Linked DNA regions of Pan troglodytes: all the other regions are linked to region 1. The links are chromatin contacts, called in public Hi-C maps. All regions are on one chromosome and are shown on one strand. Each heading gives the region's core, a stretch centred on a gene start, on an enhancer-like site or on the middle of the called end of the contact. The rest is flanking DNA. Distances are from core to core; before and after follow the strand shown. Region 1 overlaps TNRC6B (trinucleotide repeat containing adaptor 6B). Region 2 holds the start of ADSL (adenylosuccinate lyase). Region 3 holds the start of TNRC6B (trinucleotide repeat containing adaptor 6B).

The links. A called contact is a pair of places that touch in the nucleus more often than the background predicts.
Region 2: a contact with region 1 is called in a Hi-C map of stem cell-derived neural progenitor cells, with 2.9 times the contacts expected there. The contact joins the promoter of ADSL here to the enhancer-like site in region 1. A contact is called at or near these places in 1 of 7 Hi-C or Micro-C datasets (stem cell-derived neural progenitor cells) and 1 of 1 datasets of contacts at active chromatin or transcription factors (stem cell-derived excitatory neurons).
Region 3: a contact with region 1 is called in a Hi-C map of stem cell-derived neural progenitor cells, with 3 times the contacts expected there. The contact joins the promoter of TNRC6B here to the enhancer-like site in region 1. A contact is called at or near these places in 1 of 7 Hi-C or Micro-C datasets (stem cell-derived neural progenitor cells) and 1 of 1 datasets of contacts at active chromatin or transcription factors (stem cell-derived excitatory neurons).

Annotation. Positions count from the first base shown.
Region 1 is chr23:42,178,099-42,182,352 of NHGRI_mPanTro3-v2.0_pri, forward strand. The region is part of intron 4 of TNRC6B (trinucleotide repeat containing adaptor 6B); the gene reads left to right. Among named protein-coding and RNA genes, the nearest start is that of TNRC6B, 140 kb to the left of the region's middle. Within about 2 kb of position 2,188, at least 4 of the 24 cell types and tissues checked have an H3K27ac peak or open chromatin away from gene starts, as enhancers often do. A contact at or near this core is called in stem cell-derived neural progenitor cells, where this site is marked.
Region 2 is chr23:42,341,155-42,345,408 of NHGRI_mPanTro3-v2.0_pri, forward strand. It overlaps ADSL (adenylosuccinate lyase), which reads left to right and starts at 1,957. Exons shown (of 13, transcript NM_001280160.1): 1 at 1,957-2,139. The coding sequence starts at 1,987.
Region 3 is chr23:42,039,872-42,044,125 of NHGRI_mPanTro3-v2.0_pri, forward strand. TNRC6B (trinucleotide repeat containing adaptor 6B) reads left to right here and starts at 2,266. Exons shown (of 25, transcript XR_010156023.1): 1 at 2,266-2,527.

The sequences.
Region 1 (4,254 bases), core at 938-3,437:
GAGACACTAAAAGAGTGTTATGCGATGATGAGACCTTCAGGTTCTGCAGAGCAGGCTGAGCAGCTCTGGCTATTGAGGACCACCCTGAGGAATAAGGGTGGTCCTCACCCTACTCAGCTGCTCCTCACCCTACCCAGCTGCTCCATGACTGAAAAGTTTGGGAAGATTTTAATTTTTATAACTCAGATCATATAATCATTGATCATCTGCAGTTTAAGCTGGACACAGCCCTGAGGCAATGCAGATAGATGAATGTACTTTGTCCCTTTCCTCAAGGAGTACCAGGTCAGCATTATTGGTAAACAGATCGTCACAACTTGGCAGTTTATGTGCAATATTCAGAGCAGGTTACAGAAGTATCTGAGTATCTGCATTAGGAGGGTCCTTGTTTTAAAATTTCTTAAAGAAGCCAAATAGGCCAGTCGTGGTGGCTCACGCCTGTGATCACTTTGGGAGTCCCAGGCAGGCTGATTGCTTGAGCTCAGGAGTTTGAGACCAGCCTGGGCAACATGGCAAAACCCTGTCCCTACAAGAAATTTTAAACAAAATTAGCTGGGCATGGTGGCTCACGCCTGTCATCTCAACTACTCAGGAGGCTGAGAGGTGAAAGGATAGTTTGAGCGAGTGATGTTGACACTGCAGTTAGCCAGGATCGTGCCACTGCATTCCAGCCTAGGAAACAGCTAGACCCTGTCTCAAGAGGAAAAAAAAAAAAGCCGGCCGGGCGTGGTGGCTCACGCCTGTAATCCCAGCACTTTGGGAGGTCGAGGTGAGTGGATACAAGGTCAGGAGTTCGAGACCAGCCTGGACAATATGGTGAACCCTTGTCTCTACTAAAAATACAAAAAAACTAGCCGAGGGTGGTGGCGCCTGCCTGTAATCCCAGCTACTCGGGAGGCTGAGGCAGGAGAATCGTTTGAACCCAGGAGTCGGAGGTTGCAGTGAGCCGAGATTGTGCCACTGCACTCCATCCTGGGCAGTACAGGGAGACTCCGTCTCAAAAAAAAAAAAAGAAAAAAGAAAAAAGAAGCCAAATAATTACCCCATTTAATAATTTTTAGTTATTTAGATATTAGACTTCTTTAAGTGGAACTTGTTTCTGTCTGGTGGCTGGGGAGAGGGACAGCATATGCTAATTGTTTCTCTGTACAGTATTGTTCGTGGATTTACTCTAATCCCACTTTCCTCACCTGCTTCTTGTGATTAAGACGGGTGTCGGGGTTAGGGTGGAGTGAATTGAAGCCACTTGGCCAGAAAAGGGATTTATTTAACTCATGGCAGTGACATCTTAACATTGTTTTCTTCTTTCCTTTCCATCATATATTTATTCAGCAGTAATTTATTAAGCACTGATGTAGGTGCTGGGGCATCTAAGAATTAATTTGGCCCATTGCCTTCAATAGTTTGGTTCATGTGGAAATATTTGCCATCTGGTGACTAACTATATAACTTACTGCTTTAGGTTATGACTGAGATAACTCCTTAGTTATCTTTTCTGATAATCAGGGAATGAGTGGTAATTTTTTGCTTCTGGTAGTTTTGGAGACTTCATTGAAGGTTTGACTTGATAGTCACTTTATTAAACATTGTCTTTAGCTCTGTGCACTATCTCTTCAAAATTATCTTTTGCATTACCTCTGAGAACTTTGCAACCTGGAATTGCCTTCCTAGTTATTTTATCACATCCTTCAATTTTACTTTTTTAACACTCCTAAATTGTATCACCATCTGAAATTATTTGTGTATGGTACGTCTCCACAATACTATCCGGTTTCCTGAAAGCAGAGACCTTATCTGTTTTCCTCACTGTTGTATCCCCAACATCTAGAACAGGGCTTGGCAGGAGTAGATGTTGAGTGAAAATGTGTGAGTATAAGGTCACCAGGACTCACTGTGTGACGATGGTAGGCTCATTTCCTCACCAGCAAAATGGGGATAATATATTGTTGCGACGCATAAAGGAAATGCTATATGTGAGGGCTAGGCACCTAGTCTTGTTGCTTAGTAAGTGTTTCCTTCCCCTTTGCTGTATCTCCCTTTGTTGAATGAACCAGAAAGGCTTTTATGGCCCCGCAGAATGGCTCTGTTCTTTCTCATGGCTACCAGGATCATGAAGCCTGTACAGTGATTGCACAGAGCTTTAGCCTGCACAAGGACAGGAGCAGCACGGAGCCTTTTCTTTTTATTCAAGTCCCTACATTCCTGTGGTCTGATGTCGTCTCTTCATAACTCTCCAGTTTCCTTCAGGCTGTGCCTCTGTGTTGTATCCACGTTTACTTGGCTGTTTTTCATACATTCTGTGCTTTGCATCAGAAGGTTCTCAGCAATTTCAAATGAATTGGTCTTAGAGTTTACAAGGCAAAGGAGAACATTGAATACAGCGTTTTCTCCCTCATTGTGATTATTCTGGGCCCACACATGTAAATTCTGTTTATTTGACCAAATTATTACTAGGTTTTTTTTTTTTTTTAATATGAGATGGAGTCACTCTGTCGCCCGGGCTGGAGTGCAGTGGCGTGATCTTTGCTCACTGCAACCTCCGCCTCCTGGGTTCAAGCGATTCTTTTGCGTCAGCCTCCCGAGTAGCTGGGATTACAGGCGCCTGCCACTACACCCAGCTAATTTTTTGTATATTTTAGTAGATACAGTGTTTCGGCATGTTGGCCAGGCTGATCTCGAACTCCTGACCTTGTGATTCACCTGCCTCGGCCTCCCAAAGTTCTGGGATTACAGGCATGAGCCACCGTGCACAACAGCCAGTTTTGACTCAATGGGCAAAATGAAAATTTAGGTCCATTGCCCACTTTATACAATGCTGTTGAATTAATATGGGTGACAGAAAAATGGCTTTCATTCATTGACGTTGGAATTTGTTTTTTAAAAAACTTAGAAAATGATCTGTTTACTCATTCATTCTGCAAATAATTACTGAGTGCTTTTCACATGCCAGGTGTTGATAAGTACAAGTACAAGCCTAGCAGTAGTGTGAAGATTTTCTCCAGACACGACTGCTGAAGTTAGAGAATAGATGCAAGGGGCTGGCTGGTGCTCAGGGTGTTGGGGGGTTACAAAGGGTGGACACCTAGAGAGATAACAGCTTCTGCAAAGACCACGGGGCACTAGTGGACATTGGCATATTTGGGGAACAGCATAGAGAGTACTTTGACATGGTTGGAGTGTCGTGTGCTTAAGGGAAGAAATAATCTGAGAAATGAGAGGTAAGCTGAAAAACTAAGCCTTGACCAGATGCAGAAGAGTGTATAAGCCACGTTTGAAAGTCTTTTTCCTGAGAACAGTTGAAGGGTTTTAAGTGGGAAAGTCACTTGTTCAGATTGGATTTTTGAAAGACGATTCTGGTGTGTTGTGGAAACTGGCTGGGACATTGCACGTAAGACCAGATGATACTGTAGTAATCTCAGGTCATAGTGGCCTGGACTGACAACAGAGTTGGGGACAAATGAATGAGTTCCAGAGGCATTTAGGAAGATTTCGGAGGAGTTGGTCATTGGGTATGAGAAGATGGGGTTGGAGAAATGTAAAATAACACCTGTGTCTCTGGCTGGCTTCTTGTGGGAATGGTGCCACCATTCGTTGAGTTAGGGTGCATTTAGATGAGGCACAGGTGTGGGGTTGAGATTATGAGTTCAGTTTTGGAATCGTTGAATCCTGAGATATCCAGGTGAAAGGCTGGAGTAATTACAGGCCCGGTCTGGAGATAAAGACTTAAGAGTTACCAGTAGTTCCAAATTTACAAAAAAAAATTTTTTTTCTTTTTGAGACGGAGTCTTGCTCGCCAGGCTGGAGTGCAGTGGCACAATCTTGGCTCACTGAAACCTCTGCCTCCCGGGTTCAAGCGATTCTCCTGTCTCAGCCTCCCGAGTAGCTGGGATTACAGGCATGTGCCACCACGGCCAGCTAATTTTTGTATTTTTAGTAGAGACGAGGTTTCACCATGTTGGCCAAAATGGTCTCGTTCTCTTTACCTTGTGATCCGCCCACCTCAGCCTCCCAAAGTGCTGGGATTACAGGTGTGAGCCACCACACCTGGCAAGATTTTCCTTTTTAAGTTGATTTCTTTGGTAAGGTGTCCAAAGATGGCATACCTGTACTATGCAGTGCAAGGTGCTGTTCAGTGCTATTAAGGGAATACTATACTATTTTATAAAGATAAGGCCATATACTCTCATTACCATAGTGATTATTAGAAGTACCAAAGGAGTTTGAGGGAGGAGAGACACTGATTTTAACTGTGTT
Region 2 (4,254 bases), core at 707-3,206, 160 kb after region 1:
TTTTTTTTTTTTTGAGTTGGAGTCACACTTTGTTGCCCAGGCTGGAGTGCAGTGGCACGATCTCGGCTCACTGCAACCTCCACCTCCTGGGTTCAAGTCATTCTCCTGCCTCAGCCTCCTGAGTAGCTGAGATTACAGACACCTGCCACCACGACCTGGCTAATTTTTGTATTTTGAGTAGAGATGGGGTTTCACCATGTTGGCCATGCTGGTCTCCAATTCCTGACCTCAGGTGATCCACCTGCCTCAGCGTCCCAAAATGCTGGGATTACAGGTGTGAGCCACCGTGCCTGGTCCTTAATCATGTACTTGTAATAGTCTAGAAATATTATGGTTATTGGAAAAGTGAAGTTAACTCTCAGCAAATAAACTGGGAGTTAAAATTGGAATTCCTCCACAGGTCTCATTTTAGTAAGGCACTCAGAAACAGGTAATTTCAAAGCAGCATAGTACTGGGCTCAAGCGATCTTCCCGCCTCGGCCTCTCAAAGTGTTGGGATTACAGGCGTGAGCCACCACACCTGGCTTGAGTGTCTTTAGATTCCTCACGTAAAAGGCAGAGAGCTAGGAGTTAAGTGCAGGTGGAGAGGGTGCAGGCACCCGGCTCTTTTCGTTTGTTTTGTTTTTGAGACAGGGTCTCACTGTTGCCTAAGCTGTAGTGGCAAAATCATGGCTTACTGCAGCCTCAACATCCTGGGCTCAAGTGATTCTCCCACCTCAGCCTCCCAAGTAGCTGGGACTACAGGTGCACACCACCACACCCAGTTAATTTTTGTATTTTTTGTAGAGACAGTGTTTCATCATGTTGCTCAGGCTGGTCTCCAACTCCTGGACTCAAGCGATCTGCCCAGCTCAGCCTCCAAAGTGCTGAGCTTATAGGCGTGAGTCACCGTGCCCAGCTGAGACACCTGGCTCTTAACAGCTCCAGATGAACCCTTTCCTGTGTGATCACCCCACTGGCACTCCAGACTGAGCAATATAGCAAGACCCTGTCAAAAAAAAAAAAGGGGGGGGCATTTGAGTGTTTCTATTTCTATTTATTTATTTATTTATTTATTTTATTTTTTGGAGACGGAGTCTCGCTCTGTCGCCCAGGCTGGAGTGCAGTGGCGCGATCTTGGCTCACTGCAACCTCCGCCTTCCGGGTTCAAGAAATTCTCCTGTCTCAGCCTCACAAGTAGCTGAGACTACAGGTACAGGTCGCCATGCCCGACTAATTTTTTGTATTTTAGTAGAGACAGGGTTTCACGTGTTGCCCAGGCTGGTCTCAAACTCCTAAGCTCAGGAAATCTGCCTGCCTCGACCTCCCGAAGTGCTGGGATTACAGGCGTAGGCCACCGCAGCCGGCTCACTGGGGGCGCAGTAAATGCCGATTCCCCTTGGGTATCTTCATTTCTCCTTAGAGCCGAGCTCGGTGCGCCGCGGGCAGGAGTGGGTGGGGCGACAGTAATAAGAGTAACAGCAAGCGTACACACGGCCTTCCAAGTGTGCCAGACACCGCTCTAACACTGAATCCGCACAACCCGAAAGGCAGGCCTTTTTTTTTTTTTTTTTTTTTTTTTTTTTTGCTTTTTGTTTTTTAGAGACGGGAGGGTCTCCCTGTGTTGCCCAGGCTGGTCTCGATCTGTTGGCCTCCAGCGATCCTCCGGTCTGGGGCCCCCACAGTGCTGGGATTACAAGCGTGAGCCACCGCGCCCGGCCAAGGAAGTCTTAATGTACCTCTTTTCAGACAGGAAAACTAAAGGGTAGCGCGGCTAAGTAACGTAGGAAGCATCAATCATGTTTCTGGTCAAAGAAGCGAACCAAGTCAATTCTCAGGCAGAAGCAGCCGAGATTCTCCGCAGCCGGCAGCGCCCAGGGCGCCCGGAACCCACAGAGCGGGACCGCGTGAAGGAAGTCCCGCCCCGCCCCGTCCTGCCCTGGCCTCCAGGTTTCCGCTTCCGCTCTTCCCTGGTCCAGTCCACCCTGGCGGGGTCGCAGGGTTGGGATGGCAGCTGGAGGCGATCATGGTTCGCCCGACAGCTACCGCTCACCTCTTGCCTCCCGCTATGCCAGCCCGGAGATGTGCTTCGTGTTTAGCGACAGGTATAAATTCCGGACATGGCGGCAGCTGTGGCTGTGGCTGGCGGAGGCCGAGCAGGTAACGGATCCCGGGCTGAGGGGCTGGGCCGGGAGGGACGGGCCCGCCCCAGCACGTGCCGGGCTCTGTTCCGGGCTGGGCTTAGCCACCCCGGAGCTGCGGCCCGGCTATTTTCGGCTGGGTGTTCTCTGTCCTGAGGAGCTACGGCCCCAGGAAAGCAAGGGCAGGAGATCCGGGAGCCGCCACCTGTTGCCTCACGTGTTCTTAGTCCGAGAGGGTTCGAGACGCGGAGGAGGCTGGGAGAAATTCAGCCTGTAGTTTCAGGGAATTCATCTTGGCCATCCCCGCAGGAGTACGCTGCTAACCACAGACACCGAGCGCTTGTTTCGTACTGTTGTGCTCATTATTTCACTAATCTTTTCTTGTGTAATCCATGAAGATCTTGCAGGCTTGATGGTGTTTTTCCCACATTGCAGGGGAGAACAAAGCCCGGACAGCTTGTTGTTTGCCCTAGCCCATCCAGCTATTAAGAACGGAACTGGGATTTGAACCTGGGTGCAGTCCAGAGCCTGAGCTGAGCACGTAGCCCCTTGGTTTTCCACAGTGCCTGTGTAGTTAGTGACAGGACTGGAATGCTTGTTTTCTAGGCCACCGTTTCCGCCTCACTGGCCTCCGCTTTGCCTCTTAGGAGAAGACTCCGGGTAGGGGTTTATTAAACGGGGTTTATAATTTCTTTTCTAAGGGCTGCATAGAGAACTTCTTAGCCCAGCGGTTTCAGAAATAGCTCCAGAAGAGTTGAAGCAAACTGAAGGTGATCCAGAGAGCGATAATGTTTCTCCTCAAGTTTCAGAGGAAAGTGCCACAACGAGCAAGTTGGCAATGCCCTCTCAAACGGCACAGTAAACATGGAAACAATTTGACTTCGGGCCTAGGACCTGTACCATGGAACTCTCCAAACAGGAAGCTTTCATTCTAGATTCCCTCCCTCCCCTTATCACTGCCCTCCAAAATATTGGGCGATACACTACAATAACAGCAGACATTCAGACAGTGCCTTCTGAGATCCGGGTCTTAACCCTTTACACATGGTTGCTTATTAATCCTCCAAACAACCCTGAAGAGTAGGTATGAAATACTATGACTGTACCTGTTTTACAGATGGAAGAATGAAGCATCAACTTAATAAACTCTTGGCGTAGATAGCGATAGTAGTAGACCTTAATGTGTTGTGGTTTGTGATGTACTAGTGTGTACTCTTTCTATTTCATCTGATATTCTATTCTGTAGATGAGGGTAGTGGTACTCAAGACTTTGCCAGGGTCGCCAAAGCTAGTAAATGGCTTCAAGCTGGAATTGGAATGTAGAGTCTGAGTATGTGTTCTTTCTGTTGGCCTGAAATGCATACAATTTTGGCTTTGGATTATCTGTTAGGGTGTCAAAATTACCATAAATTGCATAATAACTTAGTAGCTAAGAAAAAACTTGGAGAATAAGAGATTAGGAGGAATGCAGAAAATTTGTAGTAAGGAAAGTATGAATTTTGAAAAGATAAATTGCTTGAGGGGAGGAAGCAGTATGGCCGTGCTGCCCTCTGCTGCTTTGCTTTGGAAGGAGCCCAGAGGTGTCATGTCTTCTGTGACTGTAAAGGTTCCAGGCAGTTCTGCCACATGTGGCTGCCGAGTACTTGAAATGCAGCTAGTGTGACTGAGAAACTGACTTTTTACTTTTATTTATATATTTAGGTTTTGAGACTGGGTCTGGCTCTGTCGCCTAGGCTGGAGTGCAGTGGCACAATCTTGGCTCATTACAACCTCTGCATCCTGGGCTCAAGCTGTCCTCCCACCTCAGCCTCCCAAGCTGGAACTAGAGGTGCACGCCACCATGCCCGGCAAATTTTTGTGTTGTTTTGTAGAGATGGGTCTCACTGTGTTTTCCAGTGCGGTCTAGAACTTCTGGACTCAAGCGATCCACCGACCTTGGCCTCCCAAAGATGTGAGCCACCATACCTGGCCTGACTTTTTACTTATAAATATTTTCCAATACTTTTCAATTAATCAATTTAAATTTAAATAGCCATATCTGTCTAGTAGCTCCTTTCTTGGATAAAACAGATCTAAGATGCAAGATCCTTCCCGGAGTCACTGTTTGCAAGTTTCAAGTGAGGTTTAAATCAGT
Region 3 (4,254 bases), core at 1,016-3,515, 140 kb before region 1:
TTCTTCCAGGAAGCCATTTCTGTCCCTCCCGAGATGGAGTCCCATGTCCCTACCATTTGCTTCCAGGGCACCTTCTCACAGCACTGCATCATGGTTATCTGCTTATCTGCTGGACACCCCTACTCGACTGAGGTCCTTGAAGGAAGAGAGAGTGTATCACTCATCTGCATAGCCTTTGTAACTTAGTAAAAGTGCCTGACATGCTCACTAAACATTTACTGAGTATTTATTTGGGGGCCTTTTACGATCAGAACAATGTGAAGGACACAGAGATGAAAAAGAAACCATCTGCTTTAAGGTACTTACAACTGAAATGTATCAAATAATTACCCAGAAAGTCAAGCACCAACTTAAGTGCTAAAATAGGGGTCCAAGCAACCAACTTTGAAGATTAGGAAGGTTTTAGATTCTGAATGTTTCTCATTCATTGTGTTTTTGAGTTCAGAATCCCCATACTGGAAGGCAAATATGGGGTATGTGCATACAATTTTAAGGATTCACGTTCTTACAACCTATATTAGAATTTGACGCATGATCTTTCTTCTGTCCTTCTTGCAGTTGCCCTAGGAATACATGCCACTTACTCTTCATTGACGTTTATGAAATACCTTGGCTTCATTTGCTGAAAGGCTCTTAAGTGTTGAGCATTGTTACTATGTTACAATGGTTGTTTTATTATTAAAGCAGTGCCAAGGAGGTTACATAACAGCTTGGATCAGGAAGTGAAATAAGGGCGGTGATCCCACTGAAGCTACAGGGGATGGGGATTTGGGACGGTAAAATGTTAATTACCCAAGATGGAATGTGGGCTAGAGTCCAGCGTTGTGCTCCTGGAGATCATTTCGGTCGCAGAAGCTCACTGGCAATGGGTCCTAAGCATCCTGCCCTCCTCTGGCTGAAATGTTGGATTCACTTCGATGAATGCTGCTATAGGGAAAGAACCCAGTGGCCACCAGCCAGGAGCACACGTCTTGCTCACCATCAATTATCCTGGAAGATTTCCAGGAGCTGAAGGGCTGTTCTCTTTGCATGCAATAAATTATTCATTTCTAAGACGATTTATTCTGTCTCTCTCTTTAGACTTGATTTCTCCTAGTTTTCCAGCTCTTGAGGACTCTCTCCAAAGAATGAGTTGTAGATGGTTGGTCAGGGGTTGCGAGTGGCGCCTAGGCTTCACATAAAAGGAGGCAGAAATGTCTACCTTAACTTAAAGGGGAGAGGAATGGGTCCTGGGGAGGAAGATGTGGTGGAGGCAATGACAACCTCTCCATAGTAAGTCCCCAACAAAGTCACTTCCAGAAACTGACTGAAGACTTTGAGTTCCAAATGAAACGTTTTTAAGATGCTAGGTTGGCTGACAACTACATTGTCTAAGGTGGAGGCACTAAAGCATAATAAAAAGAGTGAAGTCTCTGCAGTTTGACCCAGGACCAGATGCCAGGCCCACCAACGACTCTGTATCTGGATGACCTTGGGCAAGTTTTCTAAGCTTTCGCCAGCCTTAATTTCCCATCTATAAAAACTGGATACTGCATTACTCCCAGGTTTAACCAGATAATGTTTGTGAAGAAAGCAGCCCAATACTTGGCATAAAATAGGCAAGGGAGTCACTATTATCGTCAACTACTGGCCAAACAACCAGAGTTGACCCCAAATCCCCAGTAAACAATTAACCGTAGCAGAGCGAATCCGGATCTGACGCACCTATTTGCCCAATAAGGTGCCAGGAAATAACACAGTGGAGTCAAACCAATGGTATTAGCCCTTGTTGTTGGACGGGCTTTCTTGCTGTTCCACCAATAGCTTGAAGATTTGACTGGGGAGTGACATCCTGACAGTCCAATGACGCACAACCAGCCCACACTCAGCACTTCGGAGGGGATAAATCAAGGAGCCGGCGCGTATGGATTCCGTTATAGGGCAGTACTGGTTGGAGAGAGGAGCTTAGGGAAACAGCGCCGAGGCAAGGCACTAATGAGCTAAAAATAAAAAAAAAAGACGATGGTTGCGCCAAGCGACCTCGGCCGCCATCATGCTCTAATTTCCCCTGAGTCTCTCTGGGTCCTCGACCGAGGAAGCGGCCTCTGGGATGCTGAGGGGGTGTGTCCCCACATGATTGGCTCAGGCAGCTCAGCCAATCCTAGCTCGTTAAACGGGAAGCACTTAACCAATGAGGGGCGAAGGCAGCAACGAGGAATTGGAGGGGCGGAACGACAGCTTGACGGGCACAAAAGTCAGCCAGTGAGAGCCGGAAGCATCCTCCCTGCGGCCAATGGAGTGGGGCTCTGGGCGGGCCCCCGAGTGTTTGTGTTGTGGTTTTGGGGGAGGGATGCGGAGGGGAAAGTTTGTTTATTTTGTTTTTAGTTTTTGGGGTCCCCGTGCTGCTGCAAGGCGAAACGGGAGGGAGTGACCCCTGCGCCCCTCAGTCCCCCCTACGACGTCGCCTCCATAGTCTGCGGAGAAGCGGGGACTGCGCGCCTCGCCTCACAGCGAAACGCCGCGCACTCGGAGCCGGCACGGCTCGGCGGTGAGTGAGGTGCGGCGGCCGCGCCGTCCTTCCCCTCCCCCGCGCCCCGCCGGGACGGCGCGGGGCGGCTGGGGGTCGGCGAGGTCGCCCCCGGGGGCGCGCGGCGCGGCCCGGGGCGGTGAGCGGAGGCGCGGCGTGTGCGTGTCCTCGCGAGGGAGCGCGCGTGGGGCGGGGAGCGGGCCGGGGAGGGGGCGTGAGCGCGCGCGGGGCCGGTGCTGCCGGCGGCGCTGAGCGCGCGCTCCGCGGGAGCGGGCGCCGCCGAGATTTGAGTCGAGGGGCGGGGAGGGACTCGGGGCGACGTCCGGCGCGCGGGCCGGGGCGCCCCGAACGGCCGGGCAGGCACTGGCGGGCGCGCGCGCGGCTCCGGGCGTCACGCGCCAGCAGGTGTGAGCTGGGGGAGGGCTTCCGGGTGGGCTGGCCCAGCCGAGTCGAGTTCGCTTCCCGTCTCCGGGGGGCCTCGGCGCGGGGACACCTTCCCAGCCCGCGGAGGCGCGTCCGCCCCTGGCTGGCGGTGGCAGAGGGAGGCGTCAGGCCTCGGATCCTCGGGTCCCTGCGCAGCGTCCCGGCCTGTGTGCAGGACCTGCGTGACAAGGTGAATGCGTTCCACACCCCTCGCCAGGGCCCTGCGTGTGCGGCCACTTGGGGAGGCGGCTCAGACTCTGGACAAGGAAACGAGGGGCACGGAGAGTGTTTTTACACCTTCCCGTGGTCCGGTGCCCTTCAGTTCCAGACTACCGGTTTATTCGGCTGTGGAGGCTGGACATCCGATCCAGCGAGACACGCTGTAGTGGTTAAAGACGTCCAGTAACGGTCACCTCTAGTCAAGCGCCTTAAGGACCAGCTTATTCTGAATTCTTTGGAATTCAGGTTACCAGCCTGGGACTTTAAGTTCGTGCTTTCTCATGTGTTTTGGCTGTTTTATTACTTTTTAGCATCAGTGCTAGAGATTGAACGAGAGGATGGTGAATTTCAAGTTGGTCATTTGTATTATAATTTAAGCAAAATTATACAAAATTGGCCAAAGATATTTCTTCATAGTGAATAAAACAAGCCAAGAATCAGTGAATGAAACATTAGTGCCCCCACCAACAGTTAAGTATATATAGAAAGTGTGTAGAAATGATAGACGTAAGCATTTTGTGAAAGTTTACTAATAGAGGCCACTTCTCTCTTCGCTGTGGGAGATTTCAGTAGTATAAGGTTTCTCTTGATTTGGAGACTCATCAGTGATCTTGGCTTCGAAAGTACAGATGTGTTTTGGGTAGTGTTGTGTAAATGCCTCTTATAGAGCGGAACTTTTAGCGCATTGTCTCTGCAGCGTGCGGCATTGCTGTAGGCAGGTAGTGGGAGGGCTGTGTAGTGCCCACTTGCACGAAGACACACTCACCAATATCCAGAATACAAATCAGACTGGCTTGTCCCACGTGGGACGTGGTGATGATGATAATAATACTTTTATATTTTCTTAGTTCTTTACTATTATTAAGGGCTTATCCTAAACACCATTATTTGAGCAGAGTGGTTTCTGATAGGAATTCCGTAGCTGCTTTTCTGTGGTAACATATAAATGTCATGCCCTTGAAAAAAATTTCCCTCATTCAAATGGAAGCACTTAAATTTTTTTTTTTTTTTTGAGACAGAGTCTCAAATTTTTTTTTTTTTGAGACAGAGTCTCAAAGATTGTGCCAGGCTGGAGTGTAGTGGCACAATCTCGGCTCACTGCAAGC